2 separate regions of the Hordeum vulgare genome follow, and region 2 is linked to region 1. Evidence: chromatin contacts called from public Hi-C data. All regions are on one chromosome and are shown on one strand. Each heading gives the region's core, a stretch centred on a gene start, on an enhancer-like site or on the middle of the called end of the contact. The rest is flanking DNA. Distances are from core to core; before and after follow the strand shown. Region 1 has its middle 5.8 kb from the start of LOC123443806. Region 2 holds the start of LOC123443831 (SOSS complex subunit B homolog).

Region 1 (3,082 bases), core at 184-2,683:
CCAATATGATCACATAATAGGTCGTCACTTCCTATAAGGTATGTGGATCACATTGTTTAACAGCTCCACGAACAACCGCAAAATATGCCCGCGGAACTCCAAATGCTCTCTCACCATCCTCACTATCTGCTTTTGTATTTGGACAAAGTGAGACTTTTTCTTGTCAACTGGGTTAAATATGGTGTTGACAAAGGTAACCCATGGAGTATAGATACCATCAATCAGATAGTACCCATGTTGTACTCATGTCTATTGACAATATAGTGGCAAGGAGGAGTTTTTCTTCGATCGGCCTAACAAAATATGGTGATCACTGCAGCACATTGATGTCATTATGAAACCCGGGCATGCCAAAGAAAGTGTGTCAAATCCAAAGATGATGTGATGCAACTGCTTCCAGAACGATGATGTGCTTCTTAACATGACCCTGCTATTGCCCTTGGGAAGCTTACACACAATTCTTCCTTTTTTCAATGCATGTCGTCAAGAGATCCGAAGAAACCTGGACACCCTCTTGCTTTCGAGAGTGTCTCTCACAGTTGGTTATCTCACATACCGAGGTCCAAACACCTTGACCACGGCAGTTGCAAAGCCGATCATGGCACCTCTACATGTGCTCTCAGGCATCCATAGCTACTAATAACCCACAAGTAGGGGATCGCAACAATCTCCATGTGTAGTATTACACCCTAGTTTATGATTCAACACAAGGAGAACCAAATGATATTTATTTGTTTTAGTAGTTGAGTTGTAAATTCAACCACACCTGGGATATCCCTCTACAACAAGAGTTTTAGTAGCAGAACAAAATAGTAGTAGTAACGGTAACAGTAACAATAGCAGTTTTGTAGTGATTGTAACAACAGTAACAACAATACTAACTTAGAAAGATTCAATATATGAAAAGCGTAGGCATTTGGATGAGTGATGGATAAGCATATTGATTGGATAACATTCACCATGTAATAGTTACATGCTAGAGCGCACAGAACTGCTCCAATTCATCAATGTAATGTAGACATGTATTTCATATATAGTCATACATGCTTATAATAAGACCTTGCATGACATCTTTTGTCCTACCCTCCCATGACAGCAGGGTCCATAGGGATGCTAAGGCATATTAAGACTTTCTTTTAATAGACAACCTGAACAAAGCATTAACACATACTGAATACATGAACTCCTCAAATCACGACAATCACCGAAAAGAATCCCAATTATTATCACCTTGAAGTATGCAGATCATGACACATTATAGATGCACACAACTTGCAAGATAGGATCCAAAACACTCTAATTTCTCTTACAAAAGACGCTGGTTCCTAGCCAGAACAAAGCCATCCACGTCGCCCTGTATAGCGCTATGAATAGTGCTTGCCACCGGCTTGCCACCGCACGTAAATTTCGTGCCCTGTCGGGGGCATTTCTGTCATTTCATGCCTAGGCGTATAAAAGCCAGCCCCCAATCCACAGCACCCCACCACCTCCCTCCTCCCGCCATCCCTCGTCCGCCGCCACGCTCACTTCCCTCCTCTCCTCTCCCACCCTTCCTCCTCTCCTCTCATCTGCCTCTCCGACCCGGGGATCCCGGCCCGGATCCGCTCGCCGACGCAGCGCAGGACCCGCACGGCCTCACCGCCCGCCGTAGGGCTGCCGCGCGCACCGCCAGCTCGCCTCCTCCCCACCAATCCCTCGTCCTCCTCCCCATCAATCCCTCGTCCTCCCGACCAGCCCTAGCCGTTCCTCCTCGCCACCTCTCCTTCCCCATTCATCCTCTCCATCCGCTGCCGCCACCACCCCGCCACCCCTATCTCTCCTCCTCATGCATCCTCTCCCCTCGTCACATCTGGTCGGATGAGAATGCGGCGACGGCGACAGCGGCATCTCCTGACGACGGCAGTGGAGCAGGCGAGGTTGCAAGGCGACGACCCGAGGCGGCGATGCAGGTCCTACTGCGAGCGGACGGGGGAGCTGCTCTATATGATTGCCCTAGGGACTGGAGGTATTAAACCATGTGTGTCATCCTTTGGGGCTGATCAGTTTGATGATAGTGATCCGACAGAGAGAGTAAAGCAGGGTTCCTTCTTCAACTGGTTCTATTTCTGCATAAATATCGGTTCATTCATATCAGCACTGTTATTGTTTGGATACAAGATAACTCGGGTTGGGGACTAGGATTTGCCATTCCTACTGTATTTATGGCATTGCCTATTGCAAGCTTCTTTCAGCTTCAGATATGTATAGATTTCAGAAACCTGGTGGGAGTCCACTTACAAGAGTGTGCCAGGTCGTTGTCGCAGCGTTCCGTAAGTGGCATGTCGAACTGCCACATGACACTGCTCTTTTGTATGCAGTTGATGGTCAAAATTCAGCAATAGAGGGAAGCAGAAAGCTAGAGCACACAAGTGAACTTGAGTGATTATCTTCCTTATACTGCATCATTGCCTTAATTTTATGTTAATGTATTAAGACAACAACAGAAGGTACTTGCGATGTTAATGAACACACTGAATTGGACACAACCTTCAGTAAGGCTTATTTTTGGAAAGGTCCTTCAGTAAGGTTTCAACTTGATGTTTGTGAAAACGAAATATATGCAACAAAATTAGTATGAGTAGAGCCAAGCAACCATGCTATATGCATCGCAGTAGTTCCGCGTGAGTACTGGGTACATAATACGATAGAAGCAAAATTATTACTGCTTGTATCAATAATGATGGACCTGATGTGTGCAGATTTAATATATTGCAACACGTGTTCATGAGCCATTCTGAAAATGTGTATATAGATTCCTTGACAAGGATGCCATCATCTCATCTCGGACATTTGACTCACAAGTATAAAAATCTAAATGTAATATAACTATGCTAGGAGCAGCGTATCAATAATGATGAACCTGCTGGTTTCTCGGACGTTTGCCAATGATAGCATGGTGAGATTCATTCTGTAAGCACATGTATGCACAATTGCTAGGAGCAGCGAATGAGCTCATGGAGCTCATTACCTTGATTAGGTAAAACTGTTATGATTAGGTAAAACTGTTATGATTTTGTATCGTACATATCATTCCTGATCTTGG
Region 2 (3,082 bases), core at 319-2,818, 40 kb before region 1:
ACTCGTCCTCGCTTGCCGGCGCGCAAGAACGGGTTGTTGCCCCTATGGTATGAGAAGATGCCACTTGTGAGCCGCACGATGTCCCCGGGCTCAAAGGCGTCACACTCGGTGCCCCACAGCAGGAAATGCACCGCCGCCGTCTCATCAGCCACCAGCAACGGGCATGTCTCCTCCCTGCCATGCGCGTTTGCATGGGTCGGGCGGGCCGCCTTGTCAACCACAATGAACGTCGTGTTCACGGTGTTGGTCGCTGCCGGGACGAGGTCCTTGAGTTTCACGTCCATCCTCCCGCCACCTACAGTTTCTTCGGCCTGCAACAGAATTGTCAATAACCAGAGTAAGTGCACATGAACTAGCTACATTTGCATTACAAAAGCCGAACTTCACTGCATCTAGTCCATGCTCAGCGTTCATGCGAAGTAGGGTCCGTCCTGTACCGGGCAATTGAACGAACACCTTGTGGTCGTCCGAGGAAAATCTCTAGACCAGCATCCAGGCAACAAAACCAAACGCATGAGAAAGATGAGAAGAAGAAAAGTGCGGCGATCTTGCCCCTTTTGCGTCATCGCGATGACGCGGGCTTGCCCTTCCACCGCCGCCTGAGTTAACCCTCACTCCTCACCATTTCTCCCCACTAACACCTCTGCTCCTGCTTTATGTTTACCTTGGTGCGATCCAATTGTGTTGACTACGGCAGGATCGGAACTCCTTTTGCCCGATCTTGTCGGGTCCATCAGACAAACCACATCACTCTTCCACCCCCATACTCTAGCCCGAGACACGGCTCCTCCCCCCTGCTCCATCTGTACGCAATTTCATCCACCACCGCCAACTCACCTACTTAGCTTTGTAGATCAAGTGCATAGACTAAAGGTAGCTCAATCTACTTCTACAGAAGCCGTTGGACTTGGAAAGAAAAAAACGGAACTTGAAAATCATGCTTCCAAAATTGTAAAACCAGTTTCATTGACCTACCATATCCAACAGAACTATCTTGCAGCAGGCAATTAAAGCATCTTACCCAGACAATTGAATGCTAATTTCTTTTCTTTTCCTGGTAGGACAATTCTAACCAGAGAATTTTTGTGTTAATAATAAAAGTACAAATGTGTTGTAAATTTCTCATCAAATTTGAACAGATAAATCAATGTCAATGAAAGGAGTAGGACATGTCTGTACTTCTATAAAAAAGACAGTTCTCCTCGAATTTGAACAGATGAATCAAAGATTGCTAGAAATCCTGTTAGAAATCTACATGACAGATTAGTGCAATGAGTGAGAGGATAGGCATTAGCAGAACATGTTTAATTAATTATCAGAAGATAACATTCTTTAGACATCACTGAACAGTTTAGCTATAATAAGAATGGTGCAGCCAACATTCTGTTCTCAGCTAGATGCCAAATTCAGTCAGTCTAATACAAAGGTGGAAGCTCCTTCTAGTTCCTGTACTATAGAACATAAAGAAACATAACATTCTCGGTGGGTGCTAGTGTGTAATGTGGGTGCTAATGTTCTCATGGGAATATAGACTTGAATATTTAATTAAACCAAGCATCAAAGCCTACAAACACTATAACAGTAATATATAATCTGAAATTCTCTCTGAAAGAACTATATATAATCTGAAGAATCATACAGCAGCAAATAATGACAGGCTGCAGCCACTTGTTTCTGTATGTACCACTAAGCTCCAAAATATGGCTCACCAAACTAAGTTCAAAATATGCAATACCAAATCAAGTACTATTCTGGCTAAGTTACAAGCAGCTTCAACCCTGCACCTTCAATACAATCCATGCATCGGTTCATAATCAAAAGCTAATGAAGAACTGTCAGCAGCAGACCTAGGATACCCTATCCCACATCTGTTTCCTATCATCTGTGTGATGTTCTTCAGAACCAGATACTAACTGCTACGCAGTGGCGGAGCTAGCATTTAACATCAGGGTGGTCCCCCCCCCCCAAAAAAAAATATATTTTTCAAGTAATATAACATGTGCACGTTCTAACTAGTTATCAATATCCCATAGAAATAGATCAATATGGTCTTAAAAACAAACTAGAATTCCCAATTAAGACCAAGTTTTGCATAAAGAAGCGTACAAAATACATACTACATGGACCATAATACATACTCCCTCCGTTCCAAAATATAAGACCTTTTAAAGATTTCACTAGGAGACTACATACGGAACAAAATGAATGAATGTACACTCTAAAATATGCCTATATACATCCGTATGTAGTTTATAGTGCAATCTCTAAAAGGTCTTATGGGAGTATGTGTTCATCAGTTCATGTACTGGATATCATAGTGCAAAAAAAGCAAACCCTAAAACAAAAATTGGGGGTTTTCTGTACCTTAAATAGATTTGCACACTTGCTGCCGACGGACAGTGGTTACTAAGCGGCAGCAACGGCCGTCGGCTTTGCAGGGAGGGCGAAGGGACGAAGGGCGGAAGCAGAGGCGACAGGGTCAGGGGCGCAGCCGGGCAGGGCAGGGGCGTGGGGGAGCGGCTGCAGCAGTGGATGTGGAGCCGAGGGCCAGGCACGCGTCGGGCCAGAGGGAGAGGCGGGCTCGGCTCCGGCCGGCAACCGGCGAGGCGAGGAACGGCGGCTGCCAACTGGGATGCTGTCTTGTGCGTGTTGCGAGGGCGTCGGGACGAGGCGGCTGTTCTGCTCGATGGGGACAAAACCAGGGTGTGGGTGTGGCTGCAGTTGATGGATCAATCGGTAAGTGTTATTGGGCCTATTTTTTTTTTGCTGGCCCAGTTAGAAATTAGGGGTATAAGCTGACCCAAAATACCAGCGGTCACCGTGTAGCTCCGCCCCTACTGCTACGTCATCAAATCCAGTGAGGAGATAGTGAGCGTCAAATAGACCGGCAAACGCATAGGAGCTGCGAGCGAGCCATGGGGTATGGGACGGTCCGTTAGCACTTTCACCGATCCATCGGGTTTTTCTTGTTTTGGAAACTTTCTAAAAGATCCTTGAATCGGTTTTTTTGTTTTCTTTTTTCTTTATTCTTTTTTTCTGTTTTTGTTTAAAAAATGTTTTGAAATTTGAAAAATATTCCTGA

What was found. A called contact is a pair of places that touch in the nucleus more often than the background predicts.
Region 2: a contact with region 1 is called in a Hi-C map of seedling, with 2.0 times the contacts expected there. The contact joins the promoter of LOC123443831 here to the enhancer-like site in region 1. A contact is called at or near these places in 2 of 6 Hi-C or Micro-C datasets (leaf and seedling).

Annotation. Positions count from the first base shown.
Region 1 is chr1H:445,863,757-445,866,838 of MorexV3_pseudomolecules_assembly, reverse strand. No RefSeq gene overlaps it. Among protein-coding and RNA genes, the nearest start is that of LOC123443806, 5.8 kb to the right of the region's middle. Within about 2 kb of position 1,433, at least 3 of the 3 cell types and tissues checked have open chromatin away from gene starts, as enhancers often do. A contact at or near this core is called in leaf and seedling, where this site is marked.
Region 2 is chr1H:445,903,401-445,906,482 of MorexV3_pseudomolecules_assembly, reverse strand. It overlaps LOC123443831 (SOSS complex subunit B homolog), which reads right to left and starts at 1,568. Exons shown (of 4, transcript XM_045120361.1): 1 at 1-1,568. The coding sequence starts at 284.